Linked DNA regions of Rattus norvegicus: region 1 is linked to region 2. Evidence: chromatin contacts called from public Hi-C data. All regions are on one chromosome and are shown on one strand. Each heading gives the region's core, a stretch centred on a gene start, on an enhancer-like site or on the middle of the called end of the contact. The rest is flanking DNA. Distances are from core to core; before and after follow the strand shown. Region 1 holds the start of Abcb1a (ATP binding cassette subfamily B member 1A). Region 2 has its middle 28 kb from the start of Abcb4.

Region 1 (4,676 bases), core at 787-3,286, 210 kb after region 2:
CTATTCTTTAAAGGCAAAATTAGGCTACCTTCCCTCCACTATTATATAAAGTTTTTATTACTGAAATGTGAAATAACAGGAAAATGTAAAGGTTAGTACATAATTCGCCGAGGTACATAAATTATGACACCTGACAATATTTACCCATGCAAACAGTGTATGTTATCAATTGTTAAGACTCTGCAAACTATTAAGCTGGAAATACCATGTATTCATAAACTCTCATTATCATATCTAGGAAATGTAACCTCAATGTTGAGATAATTTAAAATCCATCCCATGGAGTTTCCAAGTGTGCTTTCTGTCATTTTTGTTGTTGTTGCCTTTTTTTTTTCTTTGCCGAACTCTGAGTCAGAGCTCACATAATATTATCTATGGACTACGTTCTTTACCATCTCTTAATCTAGAAATTCACCATTTGTTGAGACACTGGCTTTTCTGGCACGGTGTTGTGACACTGGCAAAGGTGTCCCATGGTTGTATGTACTTCGAACTGAACACAGATGAGAGTGTGGGGCAAGCAACGGTATTTAGAAACCAGATCTGTGCTTACCTAGGAAGCGCAAGGCCCTGGATTCGGTCCCCAGCTCCGGAAAAAAAAGAACCAAAAAAAAAAAAGAAACCAGATCTGTTTCTTGGAGTGCGTATTTCTACTCTCCCTTCTAGTGGGCTGAAATGAATTCTAACGTCATAAGTAAGGACACTTTGAAATGTTGGGTGGGTTCATCGATGAGGCAAGTTACCTCTGCTTTCAGTCGCAGACACTATCTGGTGACATTCCTAACTTGTGGGATAAAAGAAGCTTGTGATCTCTTTGCTTAATACTGCCTCAAAGACTTAAAAGAGTCACCGGAATGTTAGGTCAGACATAGAGGTAGGCTAACAATAAGGGCATTATGGGGGCTGAAGATTGCCTATGATAATTTTTAAGCAGGCTCCTTTGAACTCTCTTACCTCTCCCCACCATTGAGGTTCTAATCACGTAATCAGCATTTGTAGAGATTTGGAAACAAGATGTGGCTTCTTTCTGTGGTAATACAACCTTTTTATATAGAAATAGTCATTGAGAGCTAAACAAAATGCAATTTGGGTCTCTTTTTCTTCTGCCACAAACGTGATATCTATAGAGTTGCTCTATTGGAAGCAAGATAATAGACCACAGCGAGAGCCCAAGCAGCATATGGCTCAGGTGCGTGAGTGAGTGAACGACAGCGCTCATAAAGCTGGGGTCATAAAACTAAAGGGATGTGAGTGAGCAACGGCAGGTGTACAGGCTGAACAGGAGCCTCCTTCTGTCACACACATCTTAAGGACTGCTCCAAGCAGAGGCTGGTTTACATTTCTGAAGACTGAAATAACACCCACTAATCATTTAGTACAGTGCTAGAGGCTACAAACTAATTGCCCAAATGTACAAGCTATGTAAAGTACGAAAGTGAAACAATCTGGCTACCTCTTTTTGCCCATCTTTGAGAAGTTCTTGTCTGCTCTTCCGTTAAGGTCTTCTTCGAGCTCCATCACGACCTGGGGATAAACCACAGTTCATCAGCCAAACACATGGCCGCGGGGACCAGAGCCTAGGCAGAGCTCACTGCCCCAAGGAGCCCAGTGGTGATGAGGGGCCCCGCCCTGATGCTCCAGCGGCCGGGTCTGGAAGTAACTCTCCCGGGGAATCCCGAGGAAATGTGTCACCCGCATAGACCTGGTGCTCTGCTCTGGATCCAGCCACCCCACCCTGCTGGGTCCCCTCCGCCGGTGCGCTCCTCCACCGCCCGCGGCTGTGAGCTGGGCAGCAGGATGCACAGCGCAGGACTGGCGCTGTAAACACCAGCCTGGAGGCTGCTGCGGGAGCTCCTGGAGTGACTTGTGGCTGTCGCCACTCGGTCCCCAAGAGGACCCTGCCACCTGGACCAGGCTCAGGCATCCGGAGCACCCGACCCTTCCTAGGAAATGCCTACCTCACGTGTCTCTACTTTCCGATTTCCTCCGTAAGGTCCGCCAAGATGTACACTTTGGAAGAAGCAGCGGCTCTGAGTTGAGCTGAGCCTTGCAAGATGGGATCAGCAGCTTCTGGAAACCGCTGTTCGACTGTGCCTGGGCTTTCTGATGACAGGAGAGGAAACTTAGTGAGCTCAACCTACGCCCAGGCGCAGTCCCGCCCAGGCAGTGAGTTTGACCAGGAGGTTAACCAGCTCCCAGCCCAGCCTGACTCAAGTATTATGCTGGAGAAATTGCGAAACAGGTTGGATTTGTAGAAGAAATGTGTGCAGCCTGGCTTCACCTCGCAAAGGTCAATTAGACAAACTCACATCCCCGAGTCATCAGAGACACACTTGCAAGAGTCGCATCTCTACACCGCCACACTTGTGTGTGTGTGTGTGTGTGTGTGTGTGTGTGTGTGTGTGTGTATAGAGTTGTGCATTTGTAGAACGGCACTTGATCCTCTGCGTATGGCCAAGTTAAAACACGCATTCTTTGCATAACATCTAATAGCCAATTAAACAATGGGTACAGACCCTGCCTGTCAGTAAATTTCCCTTCTTTGAAGCACCAGTTCCTCGGGTATACTGGCTTACCTTTTATTAAAAAACACAAACATATATAGAAAGAGGACAATTTCCAGTATACGAATGGGGCATTTCAGTGTAAAAATGGTATTTAAAAATATGTAATATTTTGAACTTTTAGCTATCAAACCAATATCCAAATTCTTTCAAGGCATTTGAAATTCTTACAGTTCAATTGGGATTATTAAAAACATAACTTTCAACACATTACTGCAGTCGCTTTCTGTGTTTACATTTTATACTCTTCCTGAGACTTTCTTCAAACCGACCAGAAGTAACTGCAGTCTTTCCAGGTCAGATTCAAAGATCGGTTTTAACTCCTCCAAGTGTTTTCATTCTTTTGTACAGCATAGCTGTTTTGTGACCTCTGATTTGCAGTATCCGACTTACATCTATGCCTCTGGACTTGTTGCAATTATCAAGGAAAAAGATACTTGATAGATTTCAAAGTCATATTTTTTTCTACTTTTTACTCAAAAATGTCCTTGTTTTGACTCTTTTAGGAGGGGACATGTAATTGACTTTAAAAAAAAAACCTTACTACTGTTACAGACTTTCTAATAGGTCATTAGTGGGGTTTTTTTGGGGGGGTCTCTTTTTCTGATTGGCTGTTCTCATGTATGGCACCTGTGGTCTATTGGGGGCATACATGTGTCATCTTAAGCATTTCTAGTCGCGTTTATGCTTCTGCTGTTTCTGTACTCTTCCAACTCTAGAGATCCCATCTCACCTATATTTGGTTCTGTAGGCACTTGAAGGAACAACGCTAAATAACATTAAGCACTATATAAGAAACCCCACCACACACTTCAGAAGGATAAACTCATTTAATCCCCACGGGAACAGCTGAAGTTGCTACTGTTTTTGTTTTTCTTAGTTCCCAGCAGAGGAAACAGGTCTACACTGTGTGTCAAATGCCACACAGCTGGTAAGTATGAGACCCAGGACTTCTTCGGCACTATCCCTCTTTTGTTCTTGCCTTCCTTTTGGGGGGAGGGAGAAGGAGTGGGGGATGGGTTGATGAGGAGCGACTCAATATGTATTTCCATATTGGAATGCACTGTAGAACATGGCTATCGTACATTACTCCCTACCCTTTCCAGTCTCATGAAACTTCTCCTTAGGATTCAACTTTAGGAAAGCTACCATGGGCCCCACCACCACCAAGAACTATATTAAGTCTAATATTTTACATCTAATAATTTACTAGGTTTTAAGGATGGTAACATAGTATTTCTTTCTACTGACTTTCAACCTCATTTCTTTAAACCATCTCCCCCAAACGTCCAGGCTCAATTTATTTCAACTAATTCACTGTATCTCTCAGGTGCTGTGTGTTGTTGCTGTGGGCACTCTGCTTTTCTATATGTAAATCTCTTCGTTCTGAAGACCTAGACCCAAAGCGGTAGGATTCAGGGAATGTGGTTGGGTCATTGGGCTCTAACCCAATCAGCGGATGGGCCCACTGAAGAATTCTACTGTGGTGGGCTATTAGAATTTAACTTAATTTTAGAAGGTTGGACTTAGATCAAGGGAGGTCTTTAGGGGGTCTGTCCTAAGAAATTATATCTTGTCCTGGTCTCCCTCCACTGCCTCTCAATTCTTAACTGCCATGGTGTGTTTACATACCATTCTCTGCCACCTGATCCCAGCTATGATGATCTACCTCCCCCCAGCCTATGGACCTGACATTTCTGTAATCACAAATCAAAGTAAACTTCTTCTTCTTTGGTTTTGTTTCTCTGAGATATTTTGTCACAGGGATGTAAAACTAACATGCTTTCTCCTAAGATTTCTAATTATTCCAGCTTTTCTTCTTGTGACCTTCTTGTGAATTCATCTTTCTTTGGTTCCTATAAGAACTTTCTCTCCTTCTAACACTCCTATTTATCTACTGCAAATCCAAACATAATCTAGCCTGAAAGAGGTACACCTTGATGAACTTATTTGACTTGAGGCTAAGAAAGACCATAACAGGATCACTGCAAAACAAATGATTCACTTGTGTGACAATAAAAAAGCCACAATATTACAGCACCCACCCACTTATGCATAACTGAATTTTATGTGTGAGGTACATACGGCAAGGACATTGAATGACTATACCAA
Region 2 (4,754 bases), core at 691-3,190:
GTCCCCATTTATTCCCCTTCCCCACTCCTCTCAGGCCCTTCCTTCCCCTAAACAGGATGTTTTGCTGTGGACACAGTTGAGGAGTGACAATGAGCTCTTCCAGGAAGGCAAACATTTTCATATCAAATTCTGAACAAGGACGTGGCCACTGTGAAGTGGCTTAAATATATCAAAAAAAATAGTCCTAAGACAGACAATTGTCATTCTTTTTCAAGCTCCCAATTAAAGAGGAGGAGGAGTTGTGCTCTCTCTAACTCCCTTGTCCCCACCTCCCTAAATTAAATGGTTTGACCTCTGCCCAGAATCTCCTGCCCCCAGCCCTCCACTGTCTATCTGATGAATATAACCTTAGATGTCCATAAAGCCTTTCCATTTTATTATTTATTTAGTATGCTATAGTCTTTTTAGAGTAGTTTCAGATTTATAAAACAAAATAGAAAAAAGGCACAGAGGTTTCCTATAAATTCTCTGGAAAGTTGCCTTCTGATCTCCACACTGGTTCTGCGGCATGCTTACCCCCCCCACACACACACAAGAAAATAATATAATAATAATAATAGTAATAATTTTAAAGATTTTCCCACCAGAGAGAAATATTTGTTACAATTGGAGAACAGCTATGGAAAACCATCTTCAGCCTACACTTTACAGTGCTTTTTCAGTAGTGAATCACTCTTGGTACTGTACGTTCTGTGAATCTGAGCAAGTCTACCATGACTACTACAGTTTCTTACAGAATAATCTCATTGCCCTAAAAATAAAATCTTTGATGTCTTTTCTATTCAGCTTCCCTTTCTGTTCATACCTGGCCCCTGTGGTCTTATAATGTGCATGGCTTTGCCTTACCCAGGATGTCACATATGAGAAACCTACTATGTGCACTGTCTCAGGCTGGCTTCTTTCTCTTGGTTTGCATTTTGGTTTCCCCCTTATTTTTCCATGACTCGTTACGTTCCAGTGCTCCTTATTAGCCCACTGAGTGGATGTGTGTAATTAATTTATCCAGTCACTGAAGAGTAGCTCGGATATGGGTTACGTGGGAAGCTTTGCAACCCTTTGAGCACTCCAAATGTGGTTCCTCATCTCGGCACTCCACTTCTCCCCAAAGGCTTGCCATCATGGCGCCAACACAACACTGAGTCTTGAGAGGAGAGCCCCTTCTCTTATTATTGTGCTTCCAACTTGCATTCTAGAAGGCATCTAAAACAATCAATACCAAATAAAATCTTACTTTCATCCAAGATAGCAGTGTTTTTGAAGATGAAGAAAATTGCGGGCTAAAAAGGAGTCAACATTTTATTTTTCTTGTGTTCTACATAACTGATCATTATCCTAAGTGCTTTTATTATATTTAGTACCTAAGCAATTTAGTAAAGCAACTGGTGAAAGAAATCACCACCACCACTACCACCACCACCATCATCATCATCATCATCACCACCATCACCATCATTATTAGCCAGTGGAGAAATACGGTCTTTGAGAAATAAGTACCTTGTCCAAGAAACCATGAGCCAAAAACTACTGGCCTAGACAGAAACTCGGGCTTCTCTGACTTTAGAGCCTAGATGTTGTCTACCACAAAGCAGCAATCAATGAGAGGGAAATATTTAAATCTGGTTGCTCACAGAGAAAGGGAAAAACTCTCAGGTTTCAACTCAAAGGTCACTTAGACTCCACACAGGCTCTTTTGAAAGAGTCCAGGCGAAAACATTTCATCATTTATCTTTGTCCGCAAGCAGAGGTTTCTCTTTGCTATTCTAATTTCTCCAAGGACAGAGAGGTCTTTCACCTTAGTGTTTGACATTCCAAGTGGGACATAGTAATGTCATTGTGGAAGTGTCCCAATACGATCATTTGTCTAAATGCTTTTTCTCCTCCCAGAACAGCACGTCATTTTGTTTCATTCAACAAATATTTGTACTGAGGACTTTCGCTGTGTGCAGTGTTGGGCAGTGTTGGTAGAGTTATCAGGCACAGTACACAAGAGCCACCTGTCAGGATCCTACAGTCACAGGATTTCTTTTGATGATCAGGAAAGTTGAGTTTAATGGTATGCAGAACCGTACTGGCTCTGGTTATCCCATGGCTTGACTTGCTTGGTGTTTCTGACCACTTGTAGTTCTACGGACTGGCTAGATTCAGTTCTTGTCTCAGAAACCTGTGGGCAGACACCAACTGAGGCTGCAGCTTCCTGAGTACGTGACAGGCCTGTTCACACCGCTGGCATGCGATGCTGGCTGAGTACCAAGGACTCTATAGGTTCAAGCCATGTAACCACTTCATAGGACTTTGGTTTCTTCTCATAGGAAGGGGGTTTGGTTTAGAGAGCCAGGATCGTCATCATAGCTTGGGATCTTGTCTTCAATTGAAAATAACTCTAATTGCCATGTTGTTGGGTAGGGCTTGCAGGGTTAAGATGGTCCCTGTTTATGTGCCAGGGCATCTCAACCCATGTTGAGTCTTGCTCAGCACACTCTAGCCATGGGTCTCGGTCTTGATCTTCAAATGCTCCTTCAGGTGTGATTTCCTCTGCCTGGAGCTCTCACCTCCTCCTTCTCCCATCCTCCCTCCTCTCCCCATCCCCACTTGTTCTAACTTGGTTTTGATGAACTGTCTCCTTGTCCCTCTGTGTCATTCTGTCTCTGTCTATTTGTCTGTCTGCCCCCTCTCTTCTTCTTCTTCTCTCTCTCTCTCTCTCTCTCTCTCTCTCTCTCTCTCTCTCTGTGTGTGTGTGTGTGTGTGTGTGTAGGCAGAATTATAAGGCTTTAGCTAAGAATACTGTTGCTCTATCTTGTGTTAATTTCCAGGAAACCTGACACAAGGGCAGAGACAAACAGGACCAGAGTTTGGTACTTCCTGCCCCTTTGCTGTATGCTCAGGGGGTTGCCAACCTCGGTAGCACAGTGCTGTAAAGTGATCCTCCCTTTCAAAGGTCTGCTAACCTGGAGCACCAGGGTTCTGAGCTGAGTAAGCAAAACTGGATTTTTATAAAAGGACTTGCTATGGGATCTGAAGATAAATGGGTGCTTTGTATATCAGAACAGGTTGAAGCTCGAATTGGCTGGAACTTCAGAGGCTGATGCTGGTGAGTCAAACAGAGGGCCGCCGCTGTTCAGAGTCCTGCCTCACTGGATAACTTTTGAAATGGAACAACAGAAATCAAGCCCAGGCTAGAAAAGGAATATACTCACCAGATGAACCCGCCTGTATTTCGTGGGTGTCCTGAAAGCCTGTATCAGTCAGGGTTCTTTAGACAAACAAAACTTACAGAATGAATCCATATATGGATACAGAAAGTAGATTTATTAGAGTGACTTACAGGCTATGGTCCAGCTAGTCCAAAAATGGCTTTCTCCCAATAGAAAGTTCAAGAATCCAGTACTTGTTCAGTCAACAAGGCTGGTTGTATCAGTTGGTATTCACTACACTCTGGAACCCTGAAGAAGCAATCCCCAGTGTCGGTGAAGCAAGAGCAGAAGCAAGCATGCAGAGAGCAGAGGTCTTTCCCTTCCTTGTCCTCTATGTAGGCTGCCATGAGAAGGTGTGGCCCAGATTTAGGATAGTTCTTCCCACCTTGAGCGATTGGGATATAAGGTAAGTCTTCCTACCTTATGATCCAATTAACTAAAAATACCCTACAGGTGTGCTTAGTGACTTGACTTTTTAGTTAATTCCAAAATGTAGTTGACAACCATGAATAGCTGTCACAGGGCCACGCCTTGAATACCTGTGTTCATGTAAACAAGTTCTTTTTCTAATGGAGTACCTCAGCTCTGTCAGTCACAGCACCATCTCAACAAGTCTTTATCTTTCCTCCATCATGTCCAACTTGTTTAATATATATCATATATGATATGTGATGTATAATACATGATATATTATATTACATATATGTCATTATATATCACACTATATATTATATCACATGATATATAATATATAGTGTGATATATAATGACATATAATATACATATTATATAATATAATCACATATAATATGACATATTACATATGCATCATACATAATATTCTTAATGACATATAACATATATGACAATACTATATAATGATATAGTACATAATAATAAATAATAATATATTGTAATATTCTAATATAGTATAGTATATAGTGTAGTATATGTATTTTTTAGCCTTTTGCTGTATTTGAGGAAGCTGTGCTCTTTTTATCTCCTTTGCTTATTCTCTGGTCTTTGCTCCACTCTACTAACTTTGTGTCTCCTTGTTTTTCAGGTTCTTGGATTGCATTGTGGGATAGTGTTCACTGCTTTTGCCCCTCTTCTCCCCCATTTTGCAGTATTTGGCTTTGGGTCAGGGACTCAAACACACTATAGGAGTTCTTTCACCACTGATTGGTATCCGCAGCCCCCAAGTGGCCCCTTATGCTGCTTCTGTTTATACCAGATGCTTTGGGTTGTTGGGTGTCTATTCCTATTTGGTGGAATAATTTTAAACAGTGTTTTTCATTCGGTAGAGTATTGTGAGGTCTCCATGCATTTGTATTTTCTACGGCGTCTTCTGCTGATTTCTGGTTGCGTTTAATGGTGGTAATTGTTCTTACTTCATTTTGCTAAAGTTTATTGAGGTTTGTTTTGTTGCATAGTATAAGAAATACTCTGGAAAATGTCCCATGTGCTGACGAAAGGTTTATTCTGCAGCTGTTTGGTGAACAGTTCTGTAAACAGCTTTCAGATTCTGCTGGTCTACAGTGTAGCTACAAAGTTTCTTGGCCA

The links. A called contact is a pair of places that touch in the nucleus more often than the background predicts.
Region 1: a Hi-C map of liver shows a contact between it and region 2, with 3 times the contacts expected there. The contact joins the promoter of Abcb1a here to the enhancer-like site in region 2. A contact is called at or near these places in 2 of 12 Hi-C or Micro-C datasets (the A7r5 cell line and liver).

Annotation. Positions count from the first base shown.
Region 1 is chr4:26,395,612-26,400,287 of GRCr8, forward strand. Abcb1a (ATP binding cassette subfamily B member 1A) reads right to left here and starts at 2,037. Exons shown (of 28, transcript NM_133401.2): 1 at 1,959-2,037; 2 at 1,454-1,524. The coding sequence starts at 1,518.
Region 2 is chr4:26,189,466-26,194,219 of GRCr8, forward strand. No RefSeq gene overlaps it. Among named protein-coding and RNA genes, the nearest start is that of Abcb4, 28 kb to the left of the region's middle. Within about 2 kb of position 1,941, at least 2 of the 93 cell types and tissues checked have an H3K27ac peak or open chromatin away from gene starts, as enhancers often do. A contact at or near this core is called in liver, where this site is marked.